Regions from separate parts of the Zea mays genome. Here all the other regions are linked to region 1. A link is a contact called in public Hi-C data. All regions are on one chromosome and are shown on one strand. Each heading gives the region's core, a stretch centred on a gene start, on an enhancer-like site or on the middle of the called end of the contact. The rest is flanking DNA. Distances are from core to core; before and after follow the strand shown. Region 1 holds the start of LOC100192866. Region 2 holds the start of LOC100383723. Region 3 overlaps LOC100383723. Region 4 has its middle 6.6 kb from the start of LOC100286263.

Region 1 (2,625 bases), core at 69-2,568:
TCATCACACTCCAATGCAGATGTGCAAGCAATGTTGCAGCCCTACCATACCCAAACTACAAAATACATCGGCCGGAAGAGTCGAATAAGAGAGGAATCCAAGCGTCAGAAATACTAGCATAGTAGCATGTCATGATAGAGTACGCAAATAACCAACAAATGACAGCAACCACATCTTCACGCATCTTACAAAATTAGGGCCCAACATGTTAACATAAATGAAAAAATAAACTGTGAAAAATCAAATGATCGATCAAGAGTTCAACCAAGGAAATCGCGAGTTGAGCACAAGGGCCGTAGTAAAGCAGACAGAAACGGCATTGCCCAGACTCAGTATCCTGGGCAGCAAAATGTTTACAAGTTACCCAAAAACGGGGGAAAACACTATAAGCTACCTGCTCCGGTGCGGGTGCCTTCTAATAAGAGAATCCACACCCAAACCCTCCAATGTCGAATCAAACGACCACGGGTGAACACACAACACGAGCACCAAAACTGAAATCGAGCGCAGGCTGGAAACTAAAATCAGAGAAATTACAAAACAGCATGACCACCCAGACTCAGAGTCCTTGGGCAGCAAAATGTTTACAAGTCACCCAAAAACGGGGGAAAACACTATAAGGTACCTGCTCTGGTGTGGGTGCCTTCTAATAAGAGAATCCACACCCAAACCCTCCAATGACGAGTCAAACGACCAACGGGTGAACACACAACACGAGCACCAAAACTGAAATCGGAGAAATTACAAAACAGCATGACCTCTCAACACCGATGCAGCCCCCCCCCCCCCCCCCCCCCCCCCCCAAAAAAAAAACAAAAAAAAAACAGAAACGAGCCGGAGATACCTACACTTAGCTAAACAACCGCGGGACACCATGGCGGAGCAAAGCGCACGAGATCAACCTCCGCCCCCAAACAAAGCAAGGCCGCAGTGGGGTTCTAGTGCATTCTACAAGGTTCGGGAGTGAGTGAGGGAGGGAGGGGGCTTACGGCTTGTAGGGACGACCCTCGCCGCACGCGGGCCGCTCCACAGCACACTCCGCCCCCGCTGCTGCTCGCCGCGGCCCTTTCCTGTTGCTTGTTGGTTTCGCGTGTACGCTGGGGACTTTAAAGGGAGAAAGAAGTGGTCTGGCCCACCTGGAAGTGGTGGTCGAAGTTAAATCGAGGGCGGAAGGCGTTTTAATTCGGGGATACGATGGATCCGTCGTGGTCTATTGAGGTCTAGGTGTTCATCCGTAATTCCGATTTGGGGCCCTCCCGCTCCGCCTTTCCCCCATTTTGCCGCTGTTCGTATGGTGATAGGGTGATGGCTGTCATTCGGTTTGGGTTCACTGTACCTTTAACGGTCTCAAGTTTCCAGCATGGAAACACGAGAATCAAAAGAAATTATCAGTTGTTTTCGAACGAGGGATTGTCAATAATGTCCCGATCCTCGGATTACCGATGATAAGTCTCCATCAAACCTGGGTTGGGGTCCTATTTCGATTTGTATTACTAAAGATTCTGAAATCTGGATTATATGGCATGAAAAGGAATTAAAGATTTTAAGAGTTTGCCTCACTATTTTGCATGCCTGTTTGGATAGTGTACAGATATTTTTATCAGAATCCCAAAATCTTTGACACGGCCCTTGAAAAGGATAGAAGTGTTACAAAATATTGTTGTGATCAATTCAACCCCAAGGGACACACCCCTTGGGTAGTACCCTTACAGTTGTATATATTCACAAACTCTCTACAATAAAGCAACTGTTACTGTCATTTGTCTCTGTCCTTTCTCCCTTTACCACTGAGCACTGCAAAATAGTTCAACACGTTATCAGCATTGTCTCAAAGGGAAATCAGAGGAAGAAGGAAGAACACTTGTTGTTCTTGACAAGAACAATAACAGCAATCTGCAAATCAACAGCAAGGTATGGAGCATACCATTTCCATGCGCATACGTCGTATGCACGAAGTTCTACACACTGTTGATGATGCGATGTTGGAGGCGTTCGCCACTGGGCAAGCCGCAGCGCTTCCACCAGTGCACTGTGCACGAGATCCCTAAACGCCGCGTGCAAGTGCAAAACGTGCACTTCTGCGTGCTGCATGGGTGGGCAGCGGTCGTCCCACTGCCGGTGGTGGAGTGCGGCCTCCCCACTGCATCCCCGTCACCACCGGTGCTGGTGGTTGACGCGGGGTCGTCTGCATCTGCCCCCATGAAAGTCGATTTGGCGGCACCACCGCCGCCTCCACCCACTGCAGGGGCAGTTGAACGTCGTTCCCCTTTGCCGCCGGCATCGGTGCTTGTTGGAACCATCGCTTCCCGTCGTGGACAGCCCCCTCGCGTCGTCGACGCTCCACGAGGACGCGTCATCTTCACTGGCCACCGCCCAAACGGGGTGGCCCTATCTTCCTACCCCAATGGGAGGGCCTAATGGCCCTCTGTCCGGCCAGTGGCGGTTGCCATCACGACGGCCGGTTGGGGGGAGGGGGTGGGGGAGTGGGATCGCCTGGAACATCAAGGTCGGCCTAGGCGCGGGCGAGGCCATCGCGCGGGCAAACGGTGGGACTCGGCCAAGAGCGAGCAGCACCGCGACTCGGGCCAAGCGAGTGCCACGCTAGCTCCCTAGAGCGGCCACGGA
Region 2 (2,625 bases), core at 42-2,541, 250 kb after region 1:
ACTACATCCAGTGATTCAAAGTCCACAAGTACCACATAAATGTCATATTTTCACAAGCTATTAGATGTGTGTCCCAGTTCCAAAGCACCAATACATGTCATTCAGACATCCAAATTGTGAAACTTAAATCTCTGTTTCTGAAGCCCTTCAAACTAGCCTCAGTGAAGTTAAAAATTCTGTAGTTTGGTTGATTGTGGAGTTAGGAATGAGTTCAAAGATATCAGTGCATTCTTAGCCACCGTTGACATCCTGCCAAAAATCCTTGTCCAGTGACCGTTCAAGCAAGATTAACAGAATTACAGAATTATTCAAATCCTATGTAAGAACTAATTATGTCCTGGTAAGCTTGTCCATGTAATAAGAATTAAAAAATTCCTTCCATCAAAGCGTCCATCATGTAAAATTTCTGACATGTAAAATCTCGTATGTCCTTTCATGTGTTTTGATTATTCTCTCTTTTTTTACGATGGATGTGAACCTCTTTTTATGTCAGGAATAATCTGTATATACCTTGTTCTCCCTGAGGCAAGCGGTGTGCATGACGACGAGAGGCGGCACAACGTCGGCGACAACGGGCGGCCTGGACTCCATGACGAGGCATCGGGCGCCGACGGCCACGGTGTGCATGACGGCCAGCGGAGGGCACCGCTCGCTGGGCGGGGAAATGCGTTCAACGCGGATTTCTCGCGCCCACGCCGCCATGGTCAGGCCCGCGCTCGCCTCGCCCTTGGGCCACACCTCCACCTCTCCGATTGAGGTGTTCACGTAATAAACCATCGACTTGAACATTCTCTCCAGATCCAGCAAAAAAACAAGCAGATCCAAAACGGATCAAGCAGATCCGCAGGGTCAAGGGTTCGTTCTGGACGTCCAAAACAAGGGCCCTGGTTCTCAAGGTAGATCTGCAAGCCTTGCAGGTCGGTTCTTATGAATCGTCCGAAACAGCAAAAAAAAACACACAAAAACAACTGATAGGGGGGAAGCCAGGTAGATGTGTTTGTGTGTGGTCTTAATCAACGATGTTTAAGATCGTGTTCGAATTCTTCACTGTCTCTGACAGACTTTGTGCGTCAGGTGAAGATTCGCAGGGTGGCTCGCTCAAATCTAGGGCAGTTCGTGCGCCACCGCGTCTACGGCGGCCGAGTTGGGGAGGTGGGAAGGGGAGGAGAGGAATGTGAACTGTGAAGTCGGGAGAGGCGTGAAACCCTAGCTTTTGATGGGATTGCAGCACCGAGCTGGAGAGCGCATGGATTTATTTTGGCAGGTGGAGGGGGATGGGGCATGGGGGTTGCGGCAGGCACGGGAGAGGGCGTGGGCGGATAGGGATAGCCGGATATAGGCATGGGCAAAAAGAACCGGAACTGAGGAACCGAACCGAAATAACCGAGAACCGAAACTGAACTAATCGAACCGAAGGAACTGTTATGAAATTCGGTTCTGGTCTTTTGAGAACCAAAATAAATGAGATATTTTCGGTTCTGCACTCCAAAGAACCGAAAAACCAAAAGTATTAGATTCAATTTGTTACATGTGTTTGTAACTTCGGATGTTGTTTTATCGACTTATGTTGAACCTCTAATCATCCATGTATTATCTATGAAATTATGGTCATTGTGCACTTGTGGTTGTTTGTGGGAAGATGTTGCTGAAATTTCTCATAAAAGTTGTCGTTATTCAGAATTTTAGAGTGATTGTACAGTTCGGTTAGAACCGAGGAACCAAACCGAAGAACCGAGAATCGAACTAGTCGGTTCTGGTTTCTTTATCTTTTTATTTCGGTTCTAGTTTTTGAAGAACCGAGAAACCGAACCGAAGTACCAAACGCCTAGTCCTAGCCGGATAGCTTGCTCCGTTTGTATTATCGCCTGGCAACTGCTGTCGCCGTGCTTTTTTTATTTATCGCATTTTAAAATAAATTAACTGAGTGACAAATATTTTAGGACATAGTTAGTATTATAAATTTATGTGTGTTTTTACATTTTTTATTTTGTATTAATAAAAATTGTACTATAATCACTTTTATAATAATCATGTAATTAAATTATTGAAGTTGTAAAAATAATATTTTATAAATTTATTATTTACTCCATTAATATATTAAATTTAAATTTTAATTCGTTTTGTGTTAAAAGGTACAAACAGTCTAATTTTTTATATCTTAGTAAATAAGATAAATTAGAACCTAAATTTTATATATCAGTAAAATAAATAATTAAGTATATCTGAAATACTCTTTGAAATTCGAAATAGTTTAATTATACAATGGCGGTATGAAAAACTTGACAGTTGTAGATTTTTTCTTCTAATTTTTCATTTACGCCTCCTCCATGGCAAAATAGTTTAGTTCTAGGAACGTGTGGTGGGCGGGAGGGTGTTTGACCGCTTTTTTACAAAGCAATGTTACTAGAGAATGAGAGAGATCGATCGTTTTTTCTCCATAATTCTTGCTAAGTGGTTATCCAAAAAATAGATGTTTTAATCACATAATAAAAGATTTTCTAAGACCATTTGCATTAACAGGGTCGTACCTGAGGGGTACAGAGGGTGTGGCCGCACCGGCCCCCAAAAACAGAGGCCTCCTCCCTAGCCACGGGATGCTAGCACTTTTTTTTGTTAAATCTATCT
Region 3 (2,625 bases), core at 46-2,545, 230 kb after region 1:
GCAACGGCGCCCATGGAACAGACGGTGGACGACAGCGGGCGGTGGCGGAGCTCTCGGTTCGCGCAGGCAGAGCGAGAGAGAGGGCGAGGGAGCTGGGCAGAGGGCACAAATGAGAGAGGGGAGGTGGGCAAGCAGGGCGCGGGGGTTAAAAGGGCCGCGAGGGCTCGGACGTGGCCGGAGAACGTGCAGTCGTGGGCGCGTCCACGGCGGGAGATCGTGGGCGAGAGGTTAGGGACGAGCTGACAGGTGGGGACGTCGGGACAGAGAGAGAGAGGGAGCAGGTGCGCGCGAGGGAAACAGCGCCGACAGGACTGGCCCATGGGACAAAGAGAGAGGGAGAGGGAAGCGCGCTTGGGTTGGCGCCGACAGGCGGGACCCGCCTATCAGACGCAGGGGGCACGCGGGCGCGCGCGTGGGCTGGGCTTAAATGGGTCGGCTTAGGCTGAAATGGCCTTTTCTATTTTCCTGGAATATCTATTGCCTTTTCTATTTATTTTCTCTAGGGTTTTCAATTCAAATCAAATTTCAAATTCAAACCAAACCAACCATGTGCAACAATTCAAAGAATATTTGTGGTTCAATATGATGCAACATTCCATGACTCATATGTTTTGGGCAAAATAAAATAAATAATCCTTCACTAATACAACTAACTCTAATTAAAAGAGAAAGAGAGAGGGGAAACTAGAGAGAGAAACTGAAGTGAGATAGAGAAGAGTAACACCTGAATTTGGATGATTATAAGAAAGAAATTTTATACCCCCAAATTCAGGGTGTTACAGACACCTATAATGTTTTCGTCCCATTTTCATCAATAACAAAACAACAAAAAATTATCAAAATGTCCATAATTACAAATTTAAACGGACCAGAGCTAAAAAGAGACCTAGGTAAGAGACATATGGGCCTATTTAGTTCAGCTTTTTTCTGACCAGCTTTTCCGAGAATCAGATATGGGGAGAATCTGGCTGTGTAGAGAATCTGAGTATCATTAGAATTACGTGCGGAAGAAGATAAAGTTGTCCATGGGGCTCAGGATCTATAAAGTGACGGATTACTACTATTGCGACGACTCAACCGATTATATATTTATGTTGATTTTGAATGGTTTTTACCCAAACAAATTTTATAGAAGCTGGTTGAAAAGCTAAATGTTTGATAATCCGCAGCAGCTTTTGGTGGCCAGAAAACTGCGAAAAGCCGAAAGAATCAGGGACATAGCATAGGCCCAGCTCGATCGGGCCAGGACCGGCCTGGACCGTGCCAGGTCAGACAGCCCAAATAACCACGTAGGCATAGAAAGGTCGATACAATTGTTTTTGCACGAAATATATTGGACTGAAAAACAACCGCTTAGTTTGAGCCTACATGCTCGCTGGAAACTTGAGCTCTCCAATGTTAGTTGATGTAAGCACTCAATTCACTGATTAAGCTACATGTGACTAGTCGGTGCACAATGAGATTGAGGGGAAGAAAGAATTACGGATAATTTGGAAACCACAGGATTTTTATTTTTCGAAGAGAAATTACTTTATTTTTTTCTTAGAAAAATAGGAATCCTTTGGAAGAATAGAGTTTCCAAACTAGCCACAGTTTAGAAGTCCAAAAATCGGAGGAGATTGGAGAAGCTAATACCCTTGAATAAAAAAAGTGGGTTTTAACCCCTCCAGTTCCCTCCGGTTTTTGGACTCTTAAACTGGCCCTTAGAGAGGCAAATTTCCAGCCTTGCAAAGAAATGGGCCATATATTACAAGATGACTACAGCATACAAATGAATGATGTAAGCCACTGGATTCGTGTTGCTTGCCTAGAGTACAGCTACAAAGATGACTACATGTCTACATCAATGCAATGTTAATACTATCAAGTGATCGATTTTGTGCTACAACTTACAACTTGCCTAAAAACTTATCAGAAATAAAAACTGGCTACCTGCTAAGACTCCGAGCTACAGAGGTCCAACTTTCACCTAAACCAAAGGAAGGGTAAAAATGCCCAACCACGGCGCTGCTCTTTGATCCATGGACACACACCAAAAAAGAAATGGAGCTGCATGCCGGTCCCTGGTTCAACCGTTAAACTTCCAGGTCAACGATTATGCCAAGTTGACAACATGGGGTAACACTTGTGACTGGTAAGATCATGGCAATGAAATTCTGCATAAAGTTATGGCCACCATTAATCCTTCAATCTCTTGGCGCTTACTTAAATGAAGTACGTATTTTATATTCGTCGGTACTCTCAGCCAGTGGCAGCTTGTGAGAGCCTTGGAAGCCAACTATAAGCCAGGAATCTACGGCTTGCATTCAATGTGTGAAGACCTGACAGTTCAAAGCTTCATCCAGTTTTGAAGTTTAGCGCCCAGGCACATCATTTATGCAGACCTCTTAAGGAACATGACCTTCGATCCTAGAATATGTTCCGTAAGGAACTCTTTGTACGGTCCTTGGAAAATCTGGCTTGAACCGCTTGTTAAAATTTGGTGCCAATGACCTGGAGTAAACAAGAATTAGTCATTCAAATAATATGAAATATAAGCTATAAACATAAAATACTTTGATGGGAATCTAGTCCACACATGGATAGACATACCAAAAGCTGCAAAAAAATTCTGAATGGTGTCTG
Region 4 (2,625 bases), core at 65-2,564, 190 kb before region 1:
GTTTAATTGGATGGAACAAACCTTCTAGCTTTTACTAAGCCATGATATACCCATAATCTTTTTAGAGTTTTAGAAACAGCACTTAGAATGTCTCTATGTATATGAATAAACTACGGATTTTACACGCTGACTTATAAAACTAAACAAAGTTTTTCTATCACATTTTTATTTATTTATATACCTAATACCTTACCACCACACCAAAGAGACCCTAATAGAGTGTTTGGTTTGAGAAATGATATAGTCTATCATCTCTCACTCCTCATTTTTTGTTTGGTTTGTGGAATGAAGTGAGTTAATCCATCACCACCTCATTCCTCATAAGGGCTGATTTGGTGACCAGTGATCACGGGAGGATTGGAGGGGATTGAGGGGGAAATTAGTTCATTTCCCCCTCAATCCCCCGGGATCCCTTTGTCACCAAATCAGCCCTAAATAGTTGTTTAGTATTAATATGTGGAATAAAGTCATCCCACCAAATTTAAGAAATAGACTCATGATACACCACTTCATTTTGGATAGAGTGATTCATCACACCAAACACCTCATAAAGGACAGTCTTTGGCATGGCTCTTCTCACCTTCGGCTCTAGAACTGTAAAAGCGTTGTAGCACGGAGCCGATTGAGCTACAAATGGTTAATAGCTTCACGCTACAGGCAACGAATTGATCGAAGCATGGATTGACCGATTGGGCATGACTTCACAATCTTTGTGCTACTCGACATTACATGGCGTCAGTAGTTCAGTACAACAGTCTTGTGTCATTATGACTTCTATATTTTTGTTAATCGCTAACTACTATAGTTACAACAGCAAGGCCGAAATGCCGAAGAAATTAAAACACGAATTGCAGACAGCGCGACAGAGCACGTACGTGGGGTTGTAGCAGTGCCTGTGTCCCCAGCCCAGAGCTGGCTTCAGGCTAGTTGTGCAGTGGGTTGGGGCCCTGGGGAACCAGCCTCTTGGACTCGCCCTGCACCGCCCTTGCGCCCATGTCGCCGCCGACATCGGGCGGCGCCGTCCGAGGCGGCGGGCGCACCGTCCACAGGACGGCGCCGCCGTGCTTCCGCGCCGCGGTCGCCGCATCGGGCTTCGGAGCTCTGCAGCTGATGTAGGTGAAAGTGGCCAGGAGCAACAACAGGAGCATGGCCGGCGACGATGGAGCGTGTCTCATGGCTGGCCGCTAGCTTCTCCGACTCCACCGGCCGGGAGCAGCTATGCAAGCGCAAGGTAGCTAGCTACAAGTGGCGAGAGTTAGGAGGCGCTCCTTGTGCTGTGGAGTGTGCTGTGTGTGGAGAGGACGGGAGGTAGTGGGAGTCTGGGAGATGGCCAGATGGGCGCCAGGAAGTCTCAGGTGACCCATGCATGGGCTTGGAAGAAGGCACCACGCGTTTATATTTTAATCGGTTCGTGTGGTCATTTATATGCATTAAATATGGTGGTGCCGGTGGTAATGGTTCATCCAGTACAAACCGTGTCAAAATGCCCCTATAATTGTTGCCTTAAAGCGATAGATCCACACAATTAACAATTAGCTCCTAATCGATATGAACACATGGTTAATATGTATGTTATTTTACTGCAACTCTATATTGTAGGGTTGTATTATACACTTACGTGTAGGAGTTGTTTGAAACCCTAAATATATGAACTTATGTTTTTTTTTATGAATACTAGCATACTAAGTCGAGTAACTGCTATGCTAATTGGGGATCTCGGTAGAAGTCGAGTGATTTTTCTAGCACTCGCGCGAGGTCAAAAATTGACTGTACTCATCTTGATGAAGGGATTATGATTGTTTGTGGACACGAATCCCTGGGGATACTCTGTCTATGGAACGGAATTGGAATAAAGATTAATGTGTGGTACCGTGTGTCAAGCTTTTGAAAGCACTAAACACATGCCGAGAAATATGGTAAATCGGTAAGCCTAGTATCTGAGTAAAGCCAGGCGTGGACTTTCCCCCTCACTTGTTCTGAGACTTGGTCTCCTATTTCGAATATGGTGGGTACAAGGACAGTCACAACAAGGCTAGGTCCGGGGTAGTGGGGCATTGTATCTAAGACAGTGGGCCCTGGCCACGAACGGGGGATCAATAGGGGCAGTTGATATGTGTGGGGGACGGAGTGCCCCTACATGTCATGTCGTTTAGGTTTCCATTGCAAGGTTAATACTCGATTTGAATCGAGTGCTTCTCGCGACTAATGAGACTACTTGATACATGCTATTATATCGAGTAAGAAGTGTAATGAGGTTTCATGATATAAAGCATTGTTTGCAATAAATGCTTGTTACCATGTGTGATTAGAAGGATGCTAACCTAGACTAAAGAATACTCTAGAACTTCAAAAGCTAAAACTTGATTAGACACAACTAGTGCTTTTGGCAACCAAACTAAAAGGGAAATAGGCTCACCTTTTTCTAAATGATTTTGGTGGTTGAATTGTCCAACATAAATTATTGGACTAACTAGTTTGCTCTAGATTATAAGTTCTACAGGTGCCAAAGGTTCAACACAAACCAATAAAAAGTCCAAGAAAGGGTTCAAATAAAAAGAGCAAAAGACAACCGAAGGCAACCCTGGTCTGGCGCACAGGACAGTGTCCGGTGCACCAGGGAGATCA

The links. Hi-C and Micro-C count contacts between places; a contact is called where the count stands out from the background.
Region 2: a Hi-C map of leaf shows a contact between it and region 1, with 2.5 times the contacts expected there. The contact joins the promoter of LOC100383723 here to the promoter of LOC100192866 in region 1. A contact is called at or near these places in 6 of 25 Hi-C or Micro-C datasets (bundle sheath, ear, leaf and 1 more).
Region 3: a contact with region 1 is called in a Hi-C map of tassel, with 4 times the contacts expected there. The contact joins the enhancer-like site here to the promoter of LOC100192866 in region 1. A contact is called at or near these places in 8 of 25 Hi-C or Micro-C datasets (ear, endosperm, leaf and 2 more).
Region 4: a Hi-C map of ear shows a contact between it and region 1, with 1.6 times the contacts expected there. The contact joins the enhancer-like site here to the promoter of LOC100192866 in region 1. A contact is called at or near these places in 2 of 25 Hi-C or Micro-C datasets (ear and tassel).

What each region holds. Positions count from the first base shown.
Region 1 is chr4:152,144,121-152,146,745 of Zm-B73-REFERENCE-NAM-5.0, reverse strand. It overlaps LOC100192866, which reads right to left and starts at 1,318. Exons shown (of 11, transcript NM_001358594.1): 1 at 990-1,318. It overlaps LOC103653834 (a long non-coding RNA gene), which reads right to left. Exons shown (of 2, transcript XR_565747.1): 1 at 1,925-2,625; 2 at 1,595-1,794.
Region 2 is chr4:151,892,102-151,894,726 of Zm-B73-REFERENCE-NAM-5.0, reverse strand. LOC100383723 reads right to left here and starts at 1,291. Exons shown (of 16, transcript NM_001321632.1): 1 at 511-1,291. The coding sequence starts at 789.
Region 3 is chr4:151,912,126-151,914,750 of Zm-B73-REFERENCE-NAM-5.0, reverse strand. It overlaps LOC100383723, which reads right to left. Exons shown (of 16, transcript NM_001321632.1): 16 at 1,844-2,493. The coding sequence ends at 2,388. Among protein-coding and RNA genes, the nearest start is that of LOC100383723, 20 kb to the right of the region's middle. Within about 2 kb of position 1,295, at least 9 of the 20 cell types and tissues checked have an H3K27ac peak or open chromatin away from gene starts, as enhancers often do. A contact at or near this core is called in ear, endosperm, leaf and 1 more, where this site is marked.
Region 4 is chr4:152,330,455-152,333,079 of Zm-B73-REFERENCE-NAM-5.0, reverse strand. No RefSeq gene overlaps it. Among protein-coding and RNA genes, the nearest start is that of LOC100286263, 6.6 kb to the left of the region's middle. Within about 2 kb of position 1,314, at least 8 of the 20 cell types and tissues checked have an H3K27ac peak or open chromatin away from gene starts, as enhancers often do. A contact at or near this core is called in ear and tassel, where this site is marked.